2 separate regions of the Anser cygnoides genome follow, and region 2 is linked to region 1. Evidence: chromatin contacts called from public Hi-C data. All regions are on one chromosome and are shown on one strand. Each heading gives the region's core, a stretch centred on a gene start, on an enhancer-like site or on the middle of the called end of the contact. The rest is flanking DNA. Distances are from core to core; before and after follow the strand shown. Region 1 holds the start of WSB1 (WD repeat and SOCS box containing 1). Region 2 overlaps KSR1 (kinase suppressor of ras 1).

What was found. Hi-C and Micro-C count contacts between places; a contact is called where the count stands out from the background.
Region 2: a Hi-C map of liver shows a contact between it and region 1, with 2.2 times the contacts expected there. The contact joins the enhancer-like site here to the promoter of WSB1 in region 1. A contact is called at or near these places in 2 of 7 Hi-C or Micro-C datasets (both in liver).

The regions. Positions count from the first base shown.
Region 1 is chr18:12,022,666-12,027,790 of Taihu_goose_T2T_genome, reverse strand. WSB1 (WD repeat and SOCS box containing 1) reads right to left here and starts at 1,929. Exons shown (of 9, transcript XM_066979823.1): 1 at 1,714-1,929; 2 at 1,136-1,304; 3 at 1-184. The coding sequence starts at 1,753.
Region 2 is chr18:12,083,741-12,088,865 of Taihu_goose_T2T_genome, reverse strand. All of the region lies in intron 1 of KSR1 (kinase suppressor of ras 1), which reads right to left. Among named protein-coding and RNA genes, the nearest start is that of KSR1, 17 kb to the right of the region's middle. Within about 2 kb of position 3,150, at least 2 of the 3 cell types and tissues checked have open chromatin away from gene starts, as enhancers often do. A contact at or near this core is called in liver, where this site is marked.

The DNA.
Region 1 (5,125 bases), core at 680-3,179:
CCATTCTATATTCACACAGCGACTCTGCTTCTCAGGCACCGAAGACCCAAAAGCAAGACTCCATACAATATCACCACAGTCTATTATATGTTCACAGGGCTTATTTTTCTGACCACTGTCACTGTTCTGTCTTGCAAGTCTTGTACTGATAGAATTTGCAACATTCTTTGTGCCATGCAACAAGCTGCAAAACAAACAAGAAAAACATAAAGAGTCTTTAAAAATAAGTAGCTACATATCGTGTGACATTCAGAATGCAATAGAACAGAAAGGTCTTTAAGATGTAATGAAATCTGTGAGTTGCCATGACGTACACGCATGGAGGCCCATAAGAATGCATTTTTACTTTCAAATTATAAAAGCTGGGTTTTCTTATAACTGTCAAGAATTATTAACCCTTGGAAAACTTCTACAAAGACTGTCCATGTCTTCACCTCTGTAGAAACATATTAACTCACTTTGAAAAACATTACAAGCATTTACAGACAAAATAAGCTACAAAAATGTCTAACACTTCCTGCTAAATAAGCAAGAAGTTCCCTGCAATTCACTTACGTTCATGGAAAACTGGGATGAGACATTGAAACCAGCATATGAAAAACAACTAAACCGTCACCAGCAACAGGAAAACAAAAAAAGGGATTTGCTGGGAACAATGGAAGCAAAACTTAACTAAGTACAAAGATTCAACTGCTAGATACTAACTTCTTTAAAATGTAACCTACAGCTGAAAATAAAACATCTTTTGGAACTTAACTTTCACTCTAAAGTGAATAATAATAGAAGGGGTCTGCCTTTAAGTAAATTCCTAGAAGGTAAAAATAAAATAGCCCTCTGATAGGAAATGTAAGAGTCCAGATCTGCTTTAGTTTTCAAAATTCCATGTTCGTTCTAACTTCCGCTTATTTTAGAGCACTTGACTGAATTAGTAAATTACTCCGTTGTGAATTTGCAATACAATTGTTTCTCTGGCTGGCCACAGAGAAGGAGATAATGGCTAGTACTTTAAAGAACTATTTTTTCCTAAGATGTCAAGGCTTAAAGAGACAATATATGAGTTTGAATCTATTAAACATTATCTTCTATTTGGAAATTCTTAAGCTTTCAGTTTAAGAGCTGTATGGTTTTATCTTACAAGTTATTAAGGCACTGGGACCAGGGGACCAGCTTCACTATGCGATGCCCTTGTGACCAAGCAAAGTAAGATCCATCGGGAGCAAACGCAACAGTCCAGTTCTCACGTCCACACTTCTTGTCAAAAGGAGAAGTGGGGGCTAACAGTTCTCCTACAGTACGTGATCGTGCTGAAAAGAAAACAAAGAGGAAATTCCATTAAGAAATAAATTCAGCATATTTTAAAAAGTTACAGAGGAACCAGGCGAAACGTTAATTATTTTGCTTTTATTTGTCTTACGGTCACAATATAACCAAGCAAACGAGCAAGCCTCAGCTGCAAAGGAGGTTGAGTCCCTACGGCCGCACAGCCGGCCGCGCACACGGACCGGGGCCTTCGCCGCGCCGCCACAGCGGGGGGAACGCGGGCGAGCGGCCGGCACCCGGCGGCCCTCGGCCCCGCCACGATCGCGGCCGCTCGGTGCCCGGGCGCTGCCGGCAGCGGCAGGCGGGGAGCCCGGCTGGGAGCCCGGCGGCCCCCCCGCGCGCCGCCCGGCCCGCTCCCGCCCCCCCGGCCCGCTCGGCCCGGCCGCCCCTCACCGATGAGCTTCTCGTTGACCCTCGGGGGAAAGCTGGCCATCGACGGGGCCGCCCTTCGGAACGGCTCGGGCGCGGAGCGGGGACCTGCGGCGCGAGCGGGCGCGGCTGAGGGGGAGCGACCGACCGCCGCTCGCCGGGGCGCAGGCACTGGGACAAAATGGCGGCGGCGGCACGGGGAGTAGCGCGGCGGGGAGGGGCGGCCTCGCCCCGCGGGCGGGCGGGGGACGGGCGGCCTCCTCCGGCCTCCTCCGGCCTCCCTCCTCGCTGCGCCCCGGCCGCCAGCACGGCCTGCGCCTCGCCCCCCGCTGCCGGCCGGCCCCGGGCCCCCGCCGCCCGTCTCTGATCCCCGGTGCCTCGTCCCGACCTGCCCGCGCCCCTCCTGCCGCCGTCCCGAGCGGGCCCGGCCCTCCCCGCCCGCCGGAGCTCGCTCTGCAAAAGCAGCGCGCGTTCCTTGAGGCGGTCGAAGCACGCGGCCTGACGGGAGCCCTGCCTTCGCTGTAAGAACGTCCTGGATGTGCTTAAAATACAGCCTGTGCCCGTCGTGCCTGGGAGGAAAACCGGGTTGTGGTGCTGTCGTGGCGAGGCCCGCGGGTGCCGCCCGTTTTAGCCACCCCACAGGCCCCTCCGGGTCACCTCTTGACCCTGGGAGCGGGCTAAGCCTGCGCTAGCCTGGCTCCTGCCTCCCTGCCTTGGACAGAGGTCATCTCCATTATCTTCTAAGGCACGTTGTGACATCCTTGATGTCTGTTGACTGTGGGACTGCAAGGCAACACGTAAAACAAAAAGTATGCGAAAGCTTATATGAATGCGTTGCAGAACGTGTGTGTGATACTGACCTGCACGCTTGATTCTATCTTCCCTGACCAGGAGCTGGAAAATTCTTGGGATTTTCCTACTCTCCTGATGTTTCGTTATAAAACTGTACAGTTCACTGTCTAGATCCAGCAAGATCTGGTTTATGCTCAACTTTTAAATGTATAGTTAAGGTTAATGGGGTTGCCCATAAACTACTTGTCCCCGAGGCCACCTCGTTCTGTGTGGTTTTGTCTTAAGGTCTGCGTATTCTTTCCCCTTCCTTTTCCCCATTCTCCTTTTGCACATCTAAGTTCTGCCCCTCTTCTAAGACTTCTTTCCATGCTCTCTCTTTGTACTTCAAGACAGCACATAGTATAATTAACTGCAGCTAATAACGATGATTTCATTCCAAAGTAGTGGCCCTGCTGGTGGAAACACTGAAGTAGCCATAGGGTTTAGCTATTCTGCTGTAGCAACAGATATTACCCTTGTGCAATCAAGGCCAGCAGAGCATTTTTTAAATCATGTAGTAAAACAGTGTTAAAGAAATGAGCAGGAAGAAGTTCTGAGTATGTCTGAGTAGGTCCCAACACTTGTTTGGTACTCTCTTGGCCCATCCTAGCACTGACCTGTCCCAGGGCTTCCTGGCAGCGTAACGCTGCTCCTGCTCTATCCATCCTCTGCTGCCTGCAGATGGAAAAGCCCTGACCAGCTGTCTCCACATAACTCCCCAACTTCTCGTAACAAGGCAGATCCGTAGCCATTGTGAAATGCTGCCTTGGAGTTACACATGAGTCGTGAACGTTTGAACCAGGCCATCTCGTAGCTGAGATGACTCACGTTGTAAGAGTTCTCCCGGGGGTCTGAGCCTCACCTGCAGCCAGGATAAGGCTGGGTTCTGTTTGCTTACCTTGGGGGGCTGTTACAGCCAGGAAAGATAGCAGTCAAGTTACACAGCTTTGTAGGGCTGTTGCCATGTTACTGGCCTTCTTGCTCACTTTCTTAAAAGAAGCAAAGTATTTGTCAATTTATTATTTCTGTAAGTTTCTGTATTTTTGTAACTTCTGCTTCAGTAGTTGGTGTTTCTTCCTGAGTGTGCTTTCTGTTCATTCATGTAACAGATCTGAGGGCTAGAAGAGATGATTGCTTAGTCTGGTCTCTGTGTGACGCAGGAATCCCGTGTAACCCGGGGCACTGTCTAGCACTGAGGGTTTCCAGCAGCTACCCCGTTGTTCAGCCTGTACAACACCGCGGTCCAGCTGCCAGTCTTTGACCTTCCCAGGCTGTAGTTTGTGTCTTACGGACACAGAGACAAATTGTGATATGCAAAATCCCAGGTTTTTGCAAGTGCATTAGAAATTGGTGTCACAAGCTGTCCTGGAGGCGTTACCAACACCTTCTCTCTTCGTGCCTGCCTGGAAGCACTGTTGTCTCATGTCTGAGGCCAGGGTAGCAGAGGTAGAAGGCTGGGTTCTGTCTGCACGCTGCTGACTGAACTGTCCTGGCCGGTAAAGCGTATCTTTTTAAAAATCAGTCAAAACTTGGAGAGAGAAAGAATCCACGCTTTGCTTCTCAGAGTCCTTGCCATACTTATTGTCCTTGTAAGTGCAGCAAACTGGATGACTTTTTGGATGATTTTCGCTGCGGGTTCCTGGTGAGGCATAGCTGTGGAATCAAGGGTGGCACCAGGCCGCATACCCCACACAGTCACATGTTGCAAGGGCCTGTAAGACCGTGCAGATGACTCAGGGCTGATTTATGTGTTTTCCATTATCCTCCTATGCGGATGCAGCTGCCAAGTCTGCACAGCACTGTTCAGCTGGGAGGCTAATAAGCTCAGTGCCATCTTTCTCCATCAAGACTTTACACACTGCTGTAAGCTTTCACAAATGAAAGAGGACTTTTGTTGTCTGCCTGTCTTAAATACTTTCAAAGATCCAGGTTACGGGGCTTTTCCTCAGGCTGCTGAAACACCAGAATCTGCTTATTCAACATTCCTGTATACTGACACGGTGAATCTGGTTACACAAATTGCGTTTGTTTTTTCTTCTTTGAATTTTTTAACTGATTTATGATTTGTGTTTTTAATCAGCTTTGTGGAAGTCTTTTTGACTCAGTCAGTTACCAGGCTGGACTAGGAAATCCATCTGAAATCTGGGTGCATTCCAAGTAAGGGACTGTGCTGCTTGTATAGAAATGGGGATGTGCTGCTTGTATGAAATGGGGATGTATGCATTTGTCGTTCTATCTGGAGTTGTAAAATGAGTCTAGGTGTCTGCGTCACGTGTTCCCTGCCTTCCACGCATTTGCAGGACTCTCAGCAGGGCACTAGTGGTGCTCCATTTCCATTGCTATGGCTTTCTGCTGGAAGGTTTCTGCCACGGAAAGGTTGTTCATTCCAGTTAATGAATCCTAGTATGGATCAGCAGAGAATAGTGATCAGTTTCCACCCATGCTCTGCTCACTGTGCAGATCCCCATTCAGTTTGTGCAGGCTGTCCCAGTGAGGGTTTCTGTTCGGGGACCACCAGGCTGTATTTCTGTTGTGGTTGTTTGGATCGTGCACAGACCTCTGGAAGCCAGATCAGCCCAGGGAGTGTAAAATACATGGCAGAGTA
Region 2 (5,125 bases), core at 1,901-4,400, 60 kb before region 1:
CTGATAGACACTGGCCTTCCATAGTTTCCCAAAGAACAGGCACCTCAAATGCAAGTATTAAAAAAGTGGTTGGGGCTTGCGTTGTGTTTCTTCTTGTTTTTTGGGGGGTTGCATTTTGCAGTGAAAATGGAGGAGAGAGATGGCTGAGAAAACCACATGCTTTTTTTTTTTTTTTTTTTTTTTTTAAAAAAAGCCAACTATAGGAAATTGCTTAACTGGAATGTGGCAACTTGCCATATTCTCTGAAAGTATCTTTTAAAACAGCAAAACAACCTAATTTTAACAAGCTGCTATGAAACTGCAGTTTGAGATTGTCAAAAAGAACAAAATACACTAAAAGCCCCTCTGTTCAGAATGTTTTTGACCTATAAAACATGTCTCCTCATCACAGATTTTAGGAGGAAAAAACAAAAATGCTGGTATGCTCTGCCATGCAGTAGGAATCAGAGATTTTCAATTTGCTCATCAGCTTTACAGCGTGCTTCCTGAGTGCTCTGCACAATGCACTGAGGCACAAAGCAGGAAATATAGGAATGAAAAATTTTCTCTGGAAACATAACTGAGATTTGGATGCCAAGTAGAAAGCTGATCACCCACAGCTCAGCTCTAGCAAAAGCTCCTAAAACAAATCAAGAGTAAAGCGGACTGTATGAGTTTTCTTTTTCTTTCCTCCGGGTCTGGGTATACCATTATTAAGTGGGAATCATACTGAGCTCGTTTCCCTGGTCAGCTTTCTTTCCTTCCCAGAAAAAAAAGCACGTAAACTCATAGAGCTTATCCTTCCAATTCCCCCTTTTTCTGCAATCCCAAGTGTTCGCAGGTTAGCCGTTCTGCTGTCTCAAACCAGGAACATTACAGTTGCTGGCAAACTTCTGTGTAGCTGACTTACAGTCAGGAGACAAGGTAAAGGGACACAAGCCCAGGAGACCTGATGGGAGGCACGCCTTCAACAAGTATTTCCAAACCAACTGTCATGGAGCATGGCAAGTGTGTCTTGCAATTATGCTACAGCACGTCGAGTACAGAAATTCAAGCTGTGCCTGAGGTATCCTGCGTTCAAGCATCACTTCTCCTGCAAAGCGCTCCTGATTTCCTAGTACAGAAGTATTCACAGACGCCTAGCATATTCACTTAACTGTTGTTTGCAGAAGGCTGAGGATTTGTGAGATTTAACGCAGTTTGAGACATTTACTTCTGTGCAGTTGGGAACAAGGGGGAACCATCATCCTGGATAGCCAATCACCCAGACGCACAGGAGGGACTTCCCTGCAGTGGATTACAGCTAGAAACTGCTTTCTAAAACCCCAGGACCATCCCTCTGAAGGGGTGAGTGTTCAAACGAGGAAGAAGGGCTACTTGAAGATGTTTGGGTTTAATGTGAGATGTGGGGAAGAGCTATGAAACAGAAGAATGGTGTTGCAGGAAGGCTTTACTTGTTGCTTTTCTCCTGATTCTTTTTTAAACTTACTGAGGTGAGCTACGCACAAAACTCTACCGTTTAACTGTGCTGTAAGATTGCTGTTCAGTTGCTGGCTTTCTGTGACTGTGTTTTGAATGAAGTTTTGTACTGGACTGGTTCTCCTTCCTTCCTACTCCCCCTGCTACTCTGCAAGGGAATGAGCAGAAAGAGTGAGGCAACAGGAAGAGTAGGAGTCAGCTCTACAGAGGCAAAGCAGGATGTGACCTCTGTTCCCTAAATAGGGCAGAAACGGTTGGAACATGATATCCAAGCTGGTGTCTCCCTAAAGCAAGGGAAGACTGTATCAAGGACCAAAAGTGAAGCGGTTTATTATGGGTTAGAAACTGTGCATTTAATGAAATCAGTAGTGCTTTGAAGGTGGAACTGCAAAGAACTTAATGACTGTTCTGGTGGATTCTTGCTAAAGAAAACCTGAACACTGGAGTACTCAATGAAGCCTCAACTCTGCTAACCTTTGGTCCTGCTCCTACCTGAGAGCATCCAGCTCCTGCAGCCTTGGTGCCCTGCCTTCATAGGGACAAGGTTTCTGGAAACCCATGTGAGCTGCTCGTTCAGCTGAGAGGCAGCCCTTTCCCACTCCAGCTGTGTCGCCCTGTTAGACCTGGCCTTTGAATTTAACAGCCTCTTATGACCATGGTTTTCATGAGCTGCCTGATCCCCAGCTTTCCAGGGGCAGCATACAGATTACCACCTGGAACAAGGCAATGAGAGTTAATTACCATAAGGTAGTCTCATCTCCAGCTACAAAGCTATGCAAAGTGTCTTTTCAGTCTCAAATCTAAAATTACTGCATTAGCGCGCAAAAGAGGCTTTACTGTTTAAGTAACCCAGCTCCCCTACTACTTCAGTGCTTCCGTGCTGGCTACAGTTCCAATCAGCTTACTGGTGTTGGGGCTGCACAGACAGGGAAGGTGGTACCCCGATGCTAGAAGTTCATGCTTTGCAGGTAGTGATTCACCTAGTTCAACCTCTTAATCTGCAGCCCAGGAGACCACACCAACTTCTGAACATGCCTGCCTTCAAAGACAGGGCCTTGTCTGTGAAGGATTTCTAGTCCTAGATAAACAAACAAACAAAGCGTTGCAATTAAGATGACTAGCTGGGTTAGTGGCAGCTAGGATGACTGAACCCCAGAGCAGCTACACCCACATACCAGAACAGGGTTGTGACAGCAGGCATAATTGCTCAGGCCATTAAAGTCAGAAATAGACACATCTGCTAGGGCCACTGAAGTCTGACCCCCAGCTTGGGGAGGTAATTCTGCATGTTTCATGCGTGTATGCCCCAACGCAGGAGTTTAAACACATACTGAGGCAAAGGTAAGACCTGTACTCAATACATCTCCAGAGATTAAAAAGGAAAACTCACACCGCTGCTTTAGAGATTAGTGCTCCTTCTATCTCCCTTCTACTGGAAGGGGCCCTCTGTAGTTCCCTATGGATGACTGTTGGACCAGCTTCTTGCAATGCCTCGACTTTATCTTGCTTTTCCTGTTTAGCTGAAGCACTTCTGTACGAAGCTAAGAAAAACTGACCTGGAGTTTGTTTATGCTTTCAAAGGGTATGTGTTTTGTGCTGGAAATTAGTACCTCTAACCAGACTGACTCTGTACTACAATAATAACTGGAAATGAACTCTGGACCATCATCTCCTAGACACTCTGGGTTAGATCACGTTGCGTAAATAATAGTCAGCTCTGGGGGTGGGGAAAGGACAGACTGCAGCACTTCCAGTGACATGGAGCAGCCTGCCTTCTGCTGCAAAGGCAAATACTCTCTCAGCAGCTGCACAAAGCTTCAGAGCAGTGATCATATATGTGAAACCGACAGACACAGCAATGGGAGGAGAGGAAAAAGCTTTGGGGTTACACAGAGGCTGAAGGGAAGGACCAGGCTATAAAGCAAGGTACTATACAGTTTCACTTGAGTTTTAACATTGAGACTAGCAGATAGCCTGTCAGGAGCGTGCTTCAGATATCAGCCCCAGGTAAGCAACACTAAGGCTCCATTTGTCTCGTAACCGTACCATCTGTGATATCTGTGCCATTTCCATGTAAGAATTACTGTGTGATAACAAAGTGCAGTGAAGTCACTTCTTGTCCTGCTTCCACCTTTGTCCTGTCTCCCAAATACCAGGAGCATCAGGACTACAAGCACTTTCTCTGAAATGTGTCTGCCCTACTTACTTGTCAAAAGAGGTTAGAAAAACTGGCTAGTAGAAATGGTCTCGTGAATAGGTGGACTGCTTTCAGCTCCTGTTCAAGTGAGACTATAATGTGCTCAGCTTTCATTTCGGAATGTTAGTAAGGCTCCCTTCTTGAATTTGACCATTCTGGAGAATGAGGAACAGAAAAAAGGCATAGGTTCAGAGTAGGCAGTCCTCCCTCTTACTGCAGGGGGAATCGCAGAGTACACAACTCCTCACCTCAATAGTCCTTTCTGAGTAACCTTCAAACACACGGGCACATCCTACCTATCTACACAAAAAGACAACAGAGTAGTCTTCATTCACAAAAGGATCATGATAAATGATGACCTCCAAGGAGATACTGGATTTGTTCCTCTAACGTGCTTATGGAGAAGTAAAATTAGGGTAAAGACATGGTTCTGATGTCAGATATGGCCTTCCATAGTGTATATCCTTTCTCCATATATGCAGCTGAGCTTTGTGCTTCAAAATTAAGATATATTACTGCTTTGGGATCTGACCCAGAACAAACTGAGTCGTATTTCCTCTACCTCAGCAAGGAATCAAGCGAGGTAAGACACCATCAAGAATCTGCAAAACTACTCCTTTAATTCCAACACTGGAAGGAATTTAACAGAGGCCAGAAAGATAAAACCATCTTTAAAAGTACTTAGTCATTTTCCAATAACAAATGGAGCTTGAATTGCATCTACAGCCTGCAGACTAAGCACTAAAAAAACCACCCAAGCTTAGACTCATTGCAAATACTGAATGAGCGAGTCGCCTACCTGGAATAAAGATAGTATTATTCATATAGTCACTGCTACAGAACTATCACATAACTTCTAATGGACATATATATAAAAAAAACAGTACTTAAATATCTGCGCTGGGAAAAAATATCCTGAACTGGGCCAAAACCCAGGAAGCCTTTGCTACCTTTCCTTGAAAGCCACTAATAAATAGCGTCTTCAGCTTGGGGAACAAATGGTCATGGATTTAGAGTAATGCCATGTTCTTGGCAAATATAATACTGAGAGCATTCCCTGCCTAGAACAGGATGGGAAATGTATGAATATTCATATAAATATACTAACATTTTTCTTGTCCTTAAATCAAATTCTACTGAAGTGGAAAGAAATCTGTGTGGACTCTGAAACGGTCCCTGGTCACAACAGAGAGGTGACACAGTAATGTGCTCTTATAGGAACCTGGAACTTGGTACAGGTTGATCTCCATATATTATTGGCCACCCAGAGGCCATTCAATGAGCTAGGAAATTTGGTAGGATGAGTCAGATCAATGCACGTAACACTATTATTCACGTGGGTAATGAAGAACAGCATTCATTTTTTGAACTCTACGTTAACAAGCCCACCTGATCATCCACCTCTTATTAGTTCATACAAGACTTGGATTGGACATTGTTTCTGCAAGTTAGTAGTTACCTTTAACAACT